Regions from separate parts of the Macaca mulatta genome. Here region 2 is linked to region 1. A link is a contact called in public Hi-C data. All regions are on one chromosome and are shown on one strand. The core of a region is the stretch at or near the end of the contact, and the rest is flanking DNA. Distances in the headings are between cores, read along the strand shown. Region 1 holds the start of NACC1 (nucleus accumbens associated 1). Region 2 holds the start of STX10 (syntaxin 10).

Region 1 (6,148 bases), core at 3,532-6,031:
ATCCTGTAAGGCTGACCAAAACTCACATCTCCTCAAAGCCCAGCTCAAGAACCTGCTGGGGCTCCCTGTTGCCCAGCCAGGAGGTCAGATTTTTTAATTACCCTGGATGCAGGCCAAGGGGTTCTGAACTTCCATCTGGGGGTAATGGGCAGATCCAGGAGACCCAGAGACAGAGTTTCTCTTTCTTGTGAATGGCACTAAAAGTCTGTCTCCACAGTAGGGTCATCCCCCCAACTCCTTCCCTCACAAAGACAAAATGTTTACGGCACTCAGGAGACTGGTACATGCTCAAAAAAGGCTGTCCATGTGTTGTCCCCTGAGGCTAGAACACTGACCCCTCCCTTGCACCCCAGCACCACCCACCCCTTAGCTAATTTTATTATTCAGATCTTAGCTCTCCCGGAATACTTCTGGCCACCCATCAAAACCTCTCCATCCCCTCACGGCTCACGATGACTCCACATTGCTACACCATCTCTGTAAACACAGAGGTATGTGAAATTCTCATGATCCTTTGCTTGTGGAAGTTTGGTTGCTTGAGAGCTAGTTGCTCCGGATCTGTTACTCCGGGATGCTTCCCCAGGCCCCAGCGGGGAGTCGGCAACCAGCAGTGAAATGAAACTGTCTCAATGGGCTGCCTACTTGTTGCACTTGCCCCCACAGAGTCTGTGCATGCTAAGTTCTCACTGAAAAGCAGTTATTACTGGTGCCTTCTCCTCCAGCTCCAAGCACAAACCGGAGCTGCCCGAGGCGCTGCCTGTCCTCCACTCATCAGGGCCAATTCCCAACCGTCTCAGTTGAGTGACTGGATGGCACCCCCATCCCCCTATCCCTGGTATCCAACCCAGCTTAGGTCCAGGAGGACCCAGTCTGTGCTGAAGCAGACCTGCAGCGATCCTAGCCCAACCAGGCAGGGAGGATGGTTCGGTCTCTTTTTGCGGGGCTGCTGGCCCAGTTCCTATTCCTCCTAGAACCAAGTGGCTAGCCAGACAGGGAAGAAGGGCAGGGCCCAGGTTGGAGGGTGTCCTGGGAACTATAGGGAGACTGGGGAGAATGAGGGTGACAAACCCATCATTAAACCCAGAAGAACTGGCTGACACCACTTGACCCAGCAGTTTGTGGCTCCTGCCTCAGGTGCTGAGGATCCCAAATGAAAGTCCCGAGGACACCCTGGTAACAGCCTTGCAATTAGCCCAGAAAGGAACAAAAGCTGCTGCCATCCGACTGGGGGCCAAAGTGGGGCAAAAACAGTCTAGGCAAGCAAAGTCAAGTCCAGCCCTGGTGGTGCCAGGCCTCCTCAGCTTCCCACGGCCAGCCCACAGCTCCATGACTCCTGACCTCTCGGCTCCCAGGAGGGAAATGGGGAAGAAGGGGTGACCAGGCCTCCGAGAAAGCCACCTCCACTGTTCCAGTCCCCGGGGACACCATGGAAACTCAGTCTGTCCCAAAGGGGATTGACTCATCCCTCGAGGTCGGCAGGAGGGAAGGCCTGGATGGAGGAGAATGCCCACCAGGGAATGCAGAATGAGGAGCTCCTTCAGTCACCCCCCTGGAAGACCACTTGAGTGACTATGGATTTGTGTTGAGGGCCAGACAATCCCAGTTCAGCCACTGTCTGCTCATGTGACCTGAAACAAGCTATACCACCCGAGCCTCAGCTTCCTTGTCTGGACCACAGAGAAGGCCTAAGTTGACCCGGTGGTGGTGAGCCATCAATGAGCTCATCCAACCAGCGAGCTCGGCACAGGGCCTGGCCCAGGACTAGTGTCCCAGAGGTAGATCCCTGGGCCAGGGTGTGAGTGCCTGATTTGATCCCTTTAACTTTTCTCTGTGCCCTGCCTTTACCCCATCGGGAGCCTCCAAACCACCATTAGCAGAGTTTTACATGCTCACTCCCTCTAATTCTTCACCCCTAGGGAGGTGGCACACAGAACTCAGGCGCAAGGAGTTGGTGCCTGGGAGGCCATGGTACTAATATATATGACGGTGGCTATGAGGTCCCATCCACTAGGCTTGAACCAACAGCTTCTGGTCACAAAAGGTAGAGAAAGAACGCAGGATCCTAAAATACCCAGGTAATGTCTGCTGGGCTGCCTCCCTGTAGATATATAAGGTGGGGGTGGGCGAGGGCCACCTTGTGATAAACAAGATGCCTAAGCTAGGTGTTCCAGACTGTCTCCAGCTGCCCACACAAACACCCACTGGCCAGCGCCTTTGAACAGTTGGCAGAGGCTTGCCCAAGGGGTAGGGTCAGGACTCTAGAGGCTTCTGGGATGAGGTGTGGGAATGAGGGAACCCCTTAGATGTGACTCTGAACTAACACTTCGAGTTGGGGTCGATGCGGGGCGCATCTCAGTATATACCTGCTGGTCACACTAGCTTTTCCTGACCTGCCCCCACATCCCCCCAGCCTAGCCCAAAGGCTCTGCTCCCCCGACTCGCAAAGCTCCTACAGCAGTCCCTCGCCTTACCTAATCGCCCCCAGATCTAGCCTCCCCCTCCCCACATCTGAGTCCTGACCTCATGTGACCCCCGGAAAACATCTCTGGGATCTCCTATCCGCCCCCACCCGAACTAACTCCGCCCACACCCACCGTGCCCCACTTCCTGGGCTTCTCCTCAGCCGCCCCCAGGCCTGTAACTTGACCCACCCACCTCCTCCAGCGCCCAGGCGGTACCTGCAGGCCCGGCCCCTCCCCGCCCCCCTCCGGCCGCGCCGCTCTCCTCTCCTCCCCCACTCGGCCTGGCCAGAGCCCGACTCCTCCTCCCCCTCCCCCTCCGGCATCCACGGGCGCCTCCTCACTTTTCCGCTTCGGACCCTCTAACTTCCCTGGATCCCCGGTACCCGCCCCGGCCCGACCTGGCCCCCTCCCTCGCTGGGAGCTGGGGGAGCGGTCCAGGTACGATCCTGCCGCCCCCAAGCCCCGAGGTTCGGGCTGGACGCTCAAGTCTGCCCGCGGTAGCCGGGCCTGCACACACACGCCTGCCCGGGCACAGTGCAGGCTGCGGGCCCGGCTCCTCCTCAGTCCGAGAAAGCACCCAGGCCCTCCCCACTCAGCCCTCGGGCCGCCCCGGCTGGAGAAGGCCGGAACCGGGCCTGAGGCGGGCCGCCTCACCTGCGCCGTGGCCGCGCTCCGGGGGCTCCCGGCGGGCTCCGCAGCGGCGGCTGGGGCCGGGCCTGGGCCCGGGGCGCGCCCCCCTGCGCCGGGGCCTCGGCCTCCGCCTCCGCGGCCTCCGCGGCCTCCGCCTCAGCAGCAGCGGCAGCCGCGGCGGCCATTCATTGTGGGCCAGGCCGCCCCAGCCGAGCGCCGAGCGAGCGCAAGCCGCGCCGCCGCCGCAGCCAGGCCAGGGAGGAGCGGCACCGGCCCCGCCCGCGCACCGCCCTCAGGCCCCGCCCTCCAGGCGAGGCCAGCCGAGCTCCGAGCGCGCCCCATCTAACCGGCTCCGTCTCCTCTCTATGCCCCTGGGAGGATCCTCGCCGGTACGTCGGCTCAGCTCGGTGGTTCGAATCCCGACCCCGCCACCTTCTAGTCCCGCGACCTTGGGCAAGTCGCTCTACCTTTCCGAACTTTAGTTTCCTGTAAAACAAAAACAATAATGACTGCTGTTTATTGTAGCAGGCACCGTGTTAGGTTCTTTATGGGAATTAGCTCGTTTAAACTACACAGTAAAATTTTTTAGTGGGAACTGTTACACACTAGAGAAAATAAAGGCGGCTGGGCGCGGTGGCTCACGCCTGTACTCCCAGCACTTTGGGAGACCGAGGTGGGTGGATCGCCTGAGGTCAGGAGTTCAAAACCAGCCTGGCCAATATGGCGAAACCCTGTCTCTACTAAAAATACAAAAATTAGCCGGGCGTGATGGCAAGCGCTAGTAATCCCAGTCACTCGGGAGACTGAGGCAGGAGAATCGCTTGCACCCGGGAGGCGGTGGTTGCAGTGAGCCGAGATCATGCCACTGCATGATCCAGGGCGAGACTCCGTCTCAAAAAAAAAAAAAAAAGAAAAGAAAAGAAAGAAAGACAGAAAAGGAGGCACAAAGAAAGCTGGTCAAGATCATCACACAGCAAGGAAGTGATGGCGGGTGCCAGGATTTAAACGCAGGCTCAAAAGCGACAATAACAGCTAAGACTTTTATGATGCTTACCGGATGCTAGGTTCTGTTAGCATTTTACGTGCACTAACTCGTTTACTTCTCACTACAACCCACTAACAAATGGTAAAAAGTTCTGCCCTTTTGCAAAAGCGGTAACTTAAGTTCAGAGTTAACAACAAGTCGCAGGGCGAGCTAAGACTGGAACCCAGGTACCCGGGAACCACTTCGCTGTCCTGCCTTCGTACACTGGTTAGAACTTTACCGAGCGCTTACAAGGTCAGAGTGGCTCTTTACACACTTTCCAGGAATCTGTCATTTAATCTTTGTTCTATCTGAGAAACCACGATTCTTATTTAATAGATAAGAAAACTGAAGGCCCTAGAGTAACCGGCCCAGAGCATGTGGTGGGACTGAGATTCAAACCCAGTAAATCCAACTCCAGAGCCTGAGTTATCCCTGCAGAGTGCTCTGAAATAATGTGTATATAGCACCCAGAACACAGAAGAGGACCAATAGCTGTTGGGTTTCTCCGCTTACCGCCCCTTTTCTGAGCCACAACTTCCTCATCTGTGAAATGGGACTAGTGACGTGTCCTCTCCCAGGGGATCCACTGTGATTAAAACCCCCGGAACAGCATGATCAGCGCGCTTCCTTTATGGCATTCATTTTGATCCCGGCCGCCCACCGTCCACGTCCTCATTGATTGGCCAACCACTATCATGTGATTTCCCCCACCCACCGTGCCAACATGGCGGCGCCCAGGTCCTAATTTGGGAAACGTGCACCTTGACTAATTCGGTTTTCTGTGGCTACGAGACCAGGTGAGGAGGGGCTGGGCAGTGCGGGAAGGGATTCAGACTCAGGGCGGGCCTGCACGAGGGCATCGGCTCCGCAGGAACCAGTCATCCCCAAAACGAGGGGTTATCAGCTTACCGAGGCCGCAGGTCTTCCTAGTTTCTACTTCATAGATATGTAGGACACCCCCGGGCCCAGAATGCGGCTCTCTGACCCTCTCTGTGCCTTTCCCCGCCCCCCGAACCAGGCTTGGCGGACAGAGGCACCAGCGGATGTCTCATGCAAGGATCGTTCTGTGGCTAAGCCTCACTCTCCGCCCCACCCGTGTGCTCTGTACAGCCCGGTTTTTCGAGGGGCAGTCCCCAGGGCTGCCGAATCCAGCAGCGATGGAGAACGGCACCGGGCCCTGCGGAGAAGAATGCCCACGTGAAGTCCAGGAGACGACAATCACCGAGGGGGCTGCCAAAATCGCCTTTCCCAGCGCCAACGAGGTCTTTTATAACCCGGTGCAGGAATTCAATCGGGACCTGACGTGAGCAGGGGTCAGAGGTCAGCCTGGCATCGGCTAGTGGGTCAGTGTGGATGGCGGGGGCGGGGTATGAGCTAGTCCTCTGTCTCCCACCAGATGTGCTGTGATCACCGAGTTTGCTCGCATTCAGCTTGGGGCCAAAGGAATCCAGAGTGAGTGGAGGTCCAGGCTTCTGGCGGGCGGGGGTCACACAAGTCTTATCTCCCTGCCTGGGCCCTTCTGCCGCCCAAATCCAGAGAGGCTTCAGCCACATAGCAGGCCCTGGGTTCTGCTCCTTCAGCCTTTCCCCAGGGATTTCAGGGAAGATATTTTGGAGATTAAGGGGAGGTTTCTCAGAGAGGACTTCGTTACTCTCTGACTTGTGCCTCTGGGTGGCTGCAGTCAAGGTGCCAGGAGAGAAGGACACGCAAAAGGTGGTCGTGGACTTGTCAGAGCAAGAGGAGGAAAAGGTTGAACTGAAAGAGAATGAAGACCTGGCCTCAGGAGACCAACCTCGCACAGCGGCCGTGGGGGAAATCTGTGAGGTGGGGCCTGAGCATAGCAGCTGGCAGTCCTGGAATTTAGCGGGAGACAGAGGGCTCCTGGAGGGGGAGAGCTATAGGAGGTGGGTGGTGGGGGCTCCTTGGGGCCCAGAAGAGGATGGAGATGGAGGTGTGAGGGAGGTTTTCTGCTCACTCCAACAGGAAGGCCTGCATGTGCTGGAAGGCCTGGCAGCTTCAGGCCTACGTT
Region 2 (6,052 bases), core at 433-2,932, 37 kb before region 1:
GGGCCCGTGATCGCCTTACCAAGCGGGGGCGGGGCTTCCGGGGGGGCGAGGGGCGGGGCTTTGCGCTCCGGACTCGCCCCTTCCCATCCCCCGTCTAGCCAGCCGGAGCAAGCTGGAGCCCCAGGCTTCCTGACTCGCATTCCAGCCATGTGGGTGGGGAGGAGAGTTTCACTTCCTTCCCTCCAGGGGCCAGGAAGGCGTGACGCCAGGAAAGCACCCCGCAGCGGGTAGGGGCGACCGGAGGGCTCCCACGAAGGCCATCTCCCAGAGACGCTACAGAACGACCCTACATACACAAGAGACGACCCGCTGAGACCCCGTTCATCCCATCTCTCCCCTTCCCAATTATTTCCCCCATACAAGGCCCCCTCCCAGGTTATCCCTGACCCCTGCCCCACACTGATCTTCTCAGGCCTTGGGGCACCCTCCCGTCCCGCCCTCCCCCCGCACGGTGGGAACTCAAAAATTATTCCCCCTTAAAAGACCATTCCCAAACTCGTCCCCATTCAACGATGGTGCCACACTGCGACGACCTGCCGAAGACGCCCCCGTCCCCGCCCCACTAACCTTACCACGGAGACCCCACAATGACTTACCCGGCCCAGGCGCTATCTCTGAGACCCCACGCAGCAACTCTGACGCGCAAGGGGGCGACCCTCTGAGGACTCCCTCGGATAACCCGCCCACCCTCCAGGGGAGACCAGGCCCCCTACCACTCAAAAAAGTGCTTTCCCGAAGCTTCCCTCACCCCTCAACACACAGAGCGCCACTGTCACACATAGGGACGACCCTGAGTCCCTTCGCTGATATTCCTGGCCCGTACCCAGACGGAGACCCCACACAGAGGGCCCCCCTGGAGACCATCCTCAAAGCCACCATACCTCCCGCGACCCCCAGGCTCTCACCCAGAAAGAATCCGCGCTTCTGAAGACACCCACCTCCACGCACGCTCTCGAAGGTGACCTCCCCCCGCCCCTGGAATATCTGGGACCCCCACTCACGGCCACCTCGCCCCAAGGCGACCTCGAGGTGCCCCCAGCTTGCCCACTTCTCAGGAAAGAGAGATTTGGAGAATGCGGCAGAACTCCCCGCAGGAGCAGGCCCGCTCCTCGCCCCGCCCCGGCAGGGAGAAGGAAGGACCACCTCTCCCCCAAACCTTGCCCAAACCTGACACTCGGGACCCTGGACTGGGACGATCTCCCAGGTGCCAGCTCAGGGAGTCCATGAAAACGTTCAACCAATCGAATGAGCCCCTTCCCCAGCCATAGTCCCCAGCCGCCAGAGATAAGGGAGGCTACCATTATTTACATTGCCCGTGCCTGGAAGGGAAACTGAGGTTGAGCAGGAACAATCCGAGGAACTGAGCCTTGAACCGAGATTCCGAACTCGGACCCGAACAGGCCCAGCCAGAACTCCGACACCGCTCCCTACGGTGCGGCACAAGAGGGCGAAGGGGCGGGGCATGCGTACCGGAAGCTGCCTCTGCCCACAACCAAGATGGCTGCAGAGAGGGCGGAAGTGTCCGCACGTCCGGCCTCCGAGGCCTCTCTTTCTGCCCTGGCGGTCCCGCTCTCGATGGTGGCGTGACGGGGGGCGGGGGTGGTGGCGCGTTCTCCTGGGTTGGGAGAGAACCAGCCCGCGAACCCAGGCCGGGAGGGGGTTTCGGCCTGGGGGGAAGGGGATTGACATGTCTCTCGAAGACCCCTTTTTTGTAGTCCGAGGGTGAGTGACCACGACGGGGGAGGGCGGAGGGTGCTCCGTCCCCAATCCAGCTAGTGCCCGGGTGCCGGCTCCAGCGTGCCCGGCGGGCTAGGCAAGGCCGTCGGGGTGCAAAGTGGGAGGCGCACGCAGGGGTATGTGGGGGTCTCCGGAGTCCCCCATGCGTTTGGGTTTGCAATCGGGGGCAGAGGCAGGCGGAAGGACCGCCTGCCCCCAGCTGCGCCCGCCGTGCCCCTGCCCGCAGCGAGGTGCAGAAGGCGGTGAACACGGCCCGCGGGCTATACCAGCGCTGGTGCGAGCTTCTGCAGGAAAGCGCGGCGGTCGGACGCGAGGAGCTGGACTGGACGACCAATGAGCTACGGAATGGCCTGCGCAGCATCGAGTGGGACCTCGAGGACCTGGAAGAGACCATCGATATCCTGGGGCTTTGTGGCGGGGGGTGGCATGGGAGAGCTCACTGGGGTAGCAGGGGGCCTGGGAGCCCGCCCTCGGGGAGGGCTAGACCCCTAGGGAGGGGGATGATGATGCTATCTGGCTCTGGCCTTGACCCTTGACTCTCAGCCCACGTATAGTGGAAGCCAACCCAGGCAAGTTCAAGCTCCCGGCCGGGGACCTGCAGGAGAGAAAGGTGTTCGTGGAGCGGATGCGAGAGGCAGTCCAGGTCAGGAAAGGTCCTGCAGGCGGGGAGTGGGGGACGGTTTGAGTGTCTTTTTTGTTTTGTTTTGTTTTGTTTTCTTTTTTTTAACAGAGTCTCTGTCGCTCAGGCTGGAGTACAGTGTTGCCATCTTGGCTTACTGCAACATACGCCTCCCGGTCTCAAGCGATTCTCGTGTCTCAGTCTCCTGAGTAGTTGGGACTTCACAGGTGCCTGCCACCATACCCGGCTAATTTTTGTGTTTTTAGTAGAGACGAGGTTTCACCATGTTGGGCAGGCTGGTCTCGAACTCCCGACCTCAGGTGATCCACCCGACTCGGCCTCTCAAAGTGCTGGGATTACAGGCGTGAGCCACCGCGCCGGGCCTGAGTGTCTTTCCTCCCTAATGCTGTCCTCACTTCCAGGAAATGAAGGACCATATGGTCAGCCCAACAGCCGTAGCATTTTTGGAGAGGAATAACAGAGAGGTAAGCCTTCCTAACCCACTCGGTCCACCTGAGCGCCTGGGGGTGACCACGCCTTTGAGTGCAAGCCAGATCCCTCTGCATGTGTTCGCCTGTCCCTTTTGCGACAGTGCCCGTCCTCTCTGTGTGTAGTTGTCTTCTTGCTGTCTACCTGCCTGCACTTTCTCGGTGTGTGCACCTGAACTTCTCTGTGTGTATATGTCCATGGGTTCCTCTCTACTGTCTCCTCTGGGTCTATACTGGTTTCCTGTTGCAGGGGACGGCTGGGGGCCTGTGTACCTATCTGCTTTCTGCTTCCATGCCATTTGTCCTGTTTGTAGCTGTTTCCAGGACGCATGCCTGCCTTTTACTCTTTTTTTTTTTGAGATGGAGTCTTGCTCTGTTGCCCAGGCTGGAGTGTAGTGGCTCGATCTCAGCTCACTGCAAGCTCCGCCTCCTGGGTTCAAGCGATTCTCCTGCCTCAGCTTCCCTAGTAGCTGGGATTACAGGTGCCCATCACCATGCCCAGGTAATTTTTATATTTTTAGTAGGGTTTCATCATCCTGGACAGCCTGGTCTCGAACTCCTCACATTTCACATCAAGTGATCTGCCCGCCTCAGCCTCCCAAAGTGCTGGGATTACAGACATGAGCCATTGCGCATAGCTTCCTTTTTTTTTTTTTTTTTTTTTTTCCTGAGATGCAGTCTCGCTCTGTTGCCAGGCTGGAGTGCAGTGGCGCGATCTTGACTCACTGCAACCTCCGCCTCCTGGGATCAAGTGATTCTCCAGCCTCAGCTTCCTGAGTAGCTGAAATACAGGCACATGCCACCATGCCCGGCTAATTTTTTTTTTTTTTTGAGACGGAGTCTTGCTCTGTTGCCCAGGCTGGAGTGCTGTGATGTGATCTTGGCTCACTGCAACCTCCGCTTCCCGGGTTCAAGCCATTCTCTGTCTCAGCCTCCCGAGTAGCTGGGATTATAGGCTTCCACCAGAATGCCTGGCTAAATTTTGTATTTCTTTTTTCTTTTTTTTTTTTTGAGATGGAGTCTCGCTGTGTCGCCCAGGCTGGAGTGCAGTGGCCGGATCTCAGCTCACTGCAAACTTCGCCTCCTGGGTTTATGCCATTCTCCTGCCTCAGCCTCCCGAGTAGCTGGGACTACAGGTGCCCGCCACCACACCTGGCTAGTTTTTTGTATTTTTTTAGTAGAGACAGGGTTTCACCGTGTTAGCCAGGATGGTCTTGATCTCCTGACCTTGTGATCTGCCTGTCTCAGCCTCCCAAAGTGCTGAGATTACAGGCTTGAGCCACTGCACCCGGCCAAATTTTGTATTTCTTTTTTTTTTTTTTTTTTTTTTTTTTGAGACAGAGTCTCGCTGTGTCTCCCAGGCTGGAGTGCAGTGGCGTGATCTCGGCTCACTGCAAGCTCTGCCTCCTGGGTTCACGCTATTCTCCCGCCTCAGCCTCCCAAGTAGCTGAGACTACAGGCGCCCGCCACCACGCCCGGCTAGTTTTTTGTATTTTTAGTAGAGACGGGGTTTCACCATGTTAGCCAGGATAGTCTCGATCTCCTGACCTCGTGATCCACCCGCCTCGGCCTCCCAAAGTGCTGGGATTACAGGCTTGAGCCACCGCGCCCGGCCCAAATTTTGTATTTCTAGTAGAGATGGGGTTTCAACATCTTGGCCAGGCTGGTCTTGAACTCCTGACCTCGTGATCCACCCACCTCGGCCTCCCAAAGTGCTGGGATTAGGTGTGAGCCACCGTGCCCGGCCAATTTTTTTTTTTTTTTTTTTTTTTTTTTTGAGACGGAGTCTTGTTCTGTCACCCAGGCTGGAGTGCAGTGGCCGGATCTCAGCTCACTGCAAGCTCCGCCTCCCGGGTTTACGCCATTCTCCCGCCTCAGCCTCCCGAGTAGCTGGGACTACAGGCGCCCGCCACCTCGCCCGGCTATATTTTTTTTATTTTTTAGTAGAGACGGGGTTTCACTGTGTTAGCCGGGATCGTCTCTCGATCTCCTGACCTCGTGATCCGCCCGTCTCGGCCTCCCAAAGTGCTGGGATTACAGGCTTGAGCCACCGCGCCCGGCCCAATTTTTGTATTTTTAGTAGAGACGGAGTTTCATCATATTGGCCAGGATGGTCTCGATCTCCTGACCTTGTGATCCACCAGCTTTGGCCTCCCAAAGTGCTGGCCTCCCAAATGGCATGAGCCATTACGTCCGGCCAGCTTCCTTTTTTTTTTTTTTGTTAAACGGAGTCTTGCCCTATTGTCCAGGCTGGAGTGCAGTGGTGCAATCTTGACTCACTGCAACCTCCACTTTCCGGGTTCAAGCAATTCTCCTGCCTCAGCCTCCCGGGTAGCTGGGACGACAGATGTGTGCCACTATGCCCGGCTAATTTTTGTGTTTTTAGTAGAGACGGGGTTTCCCCGTGTTGGCCAGGCTGGTCTCGAACTCCCGACATCAGGTGATCTGCCCCCACCTTTTCATCTGTGCATGTACCTCACCTATTTGGGTGCGTGCACTTGGCCTCTGAGTGTATCTGCATTTCCCCCCGTCATATCCTCATATCCGCCAATTTTCTCTGTAATGTGCCTGCCGTGTGTGTGTGTGTGTGTGTGTGTGTGTGTGTGTGTGTGTGTGTGTCTGTGTTTCTCCCAACCACCCCTGTCAGTCTACCTTTTCTCTTGGTGTTCTCTGTTGATATTTTTCATATGTTGAGAACCACCAGCCTTTCTCTGTCCCTCATAAGCCTACATGGGGTCAGGGAGGGTCCTACCAGTTTGTCATCCCATAGCTGTGCCCACATGCCTTCCAGATGTGCTGCCTTGGGGGAATTGAAGTCCAAACTCTAAAATACATCTGTTGAAGCCGGGCATGGTGGCTCACACCTAAAAGCTCAGCACTTCGTGAGGCCGAGGCAGGTGGATCACCTGAGGTCAGGAGTTCAAGACCAACCTGGCCAACATGATGAAACCCTGTCTCTACAAAAAATACAAAAATTAGCCAGGCGTGGTGGTGAACACCCATAATCTCAGTTACTTGGGAAGCTGAGGCAGGAGAATTGCTTGAACCCGGGAAGTAGAGGTTGCAGTGAGCCGAGATCACACCAGTGTACTCCAGCCTAGGTGACAGAGCAAGACGCTGTCTCAAATAAACAAACAAACAAACATCTGTTGGGCCAGGTGCAGTAGCTCACGCCTATAATCCCAGCACTTTGGGAGGCCGAGGCGGG

What was found. A called contact is a pair of places that touch in the nucleus more often than the background predicts.
Region 2: a Hi-C map of cortical neurons shows a contact between it and region 1, with 6 times the contacts expected there. The contact joins the promoter of STX10 here to the promoter of NACC1 in region 1. A contact is called at or near these places in 3 of 14 Hi-C or Micro-C datasets (cortical neurons, fetal cortex germinal zone and liver).

What each region holds. Positions count from the first base shown.
Region 1 is chr19:13,686,080-13,692,227 of T2T-MMU8v2.0, reverse strand. It overlaps NACC1 (nucleus accumbens associated 1), which reads right to left and starts at 4,781. Exons shown (of 7, transcript XM_028840307.2): 1 at 4,633-4,781; 2 at 3,440-3,578. TRMT1 (tRNA methyltransferase 1) reads left to right here and starts at 4,829. Exons shown (of 16, transcript XM_077977673.1): 1 at 4,829-4,916; 2 at 5,230-5,422; 3 at 5,516-5,571; 4 at 5,801-5,943; 5 at 6,103-6,148. The coding sequence starts at 5,277.
Region 2 is chr19:13,719,690-13,725,741 of T2T-MMU8v2.0, reverse strand. It overlaps STX10 (syntaxin 10), which reads left to right and starts at 1,682. Exons shown (of 8, transcript NM_001261693.1): 1 at 1,682-1,722; 2 at 1,964-2,133; 3 at 2,286-2,380; 4 at 2,779-2,841. The coding sequence starts at 1,688. It also overlaps a transcript of IER2 not described here.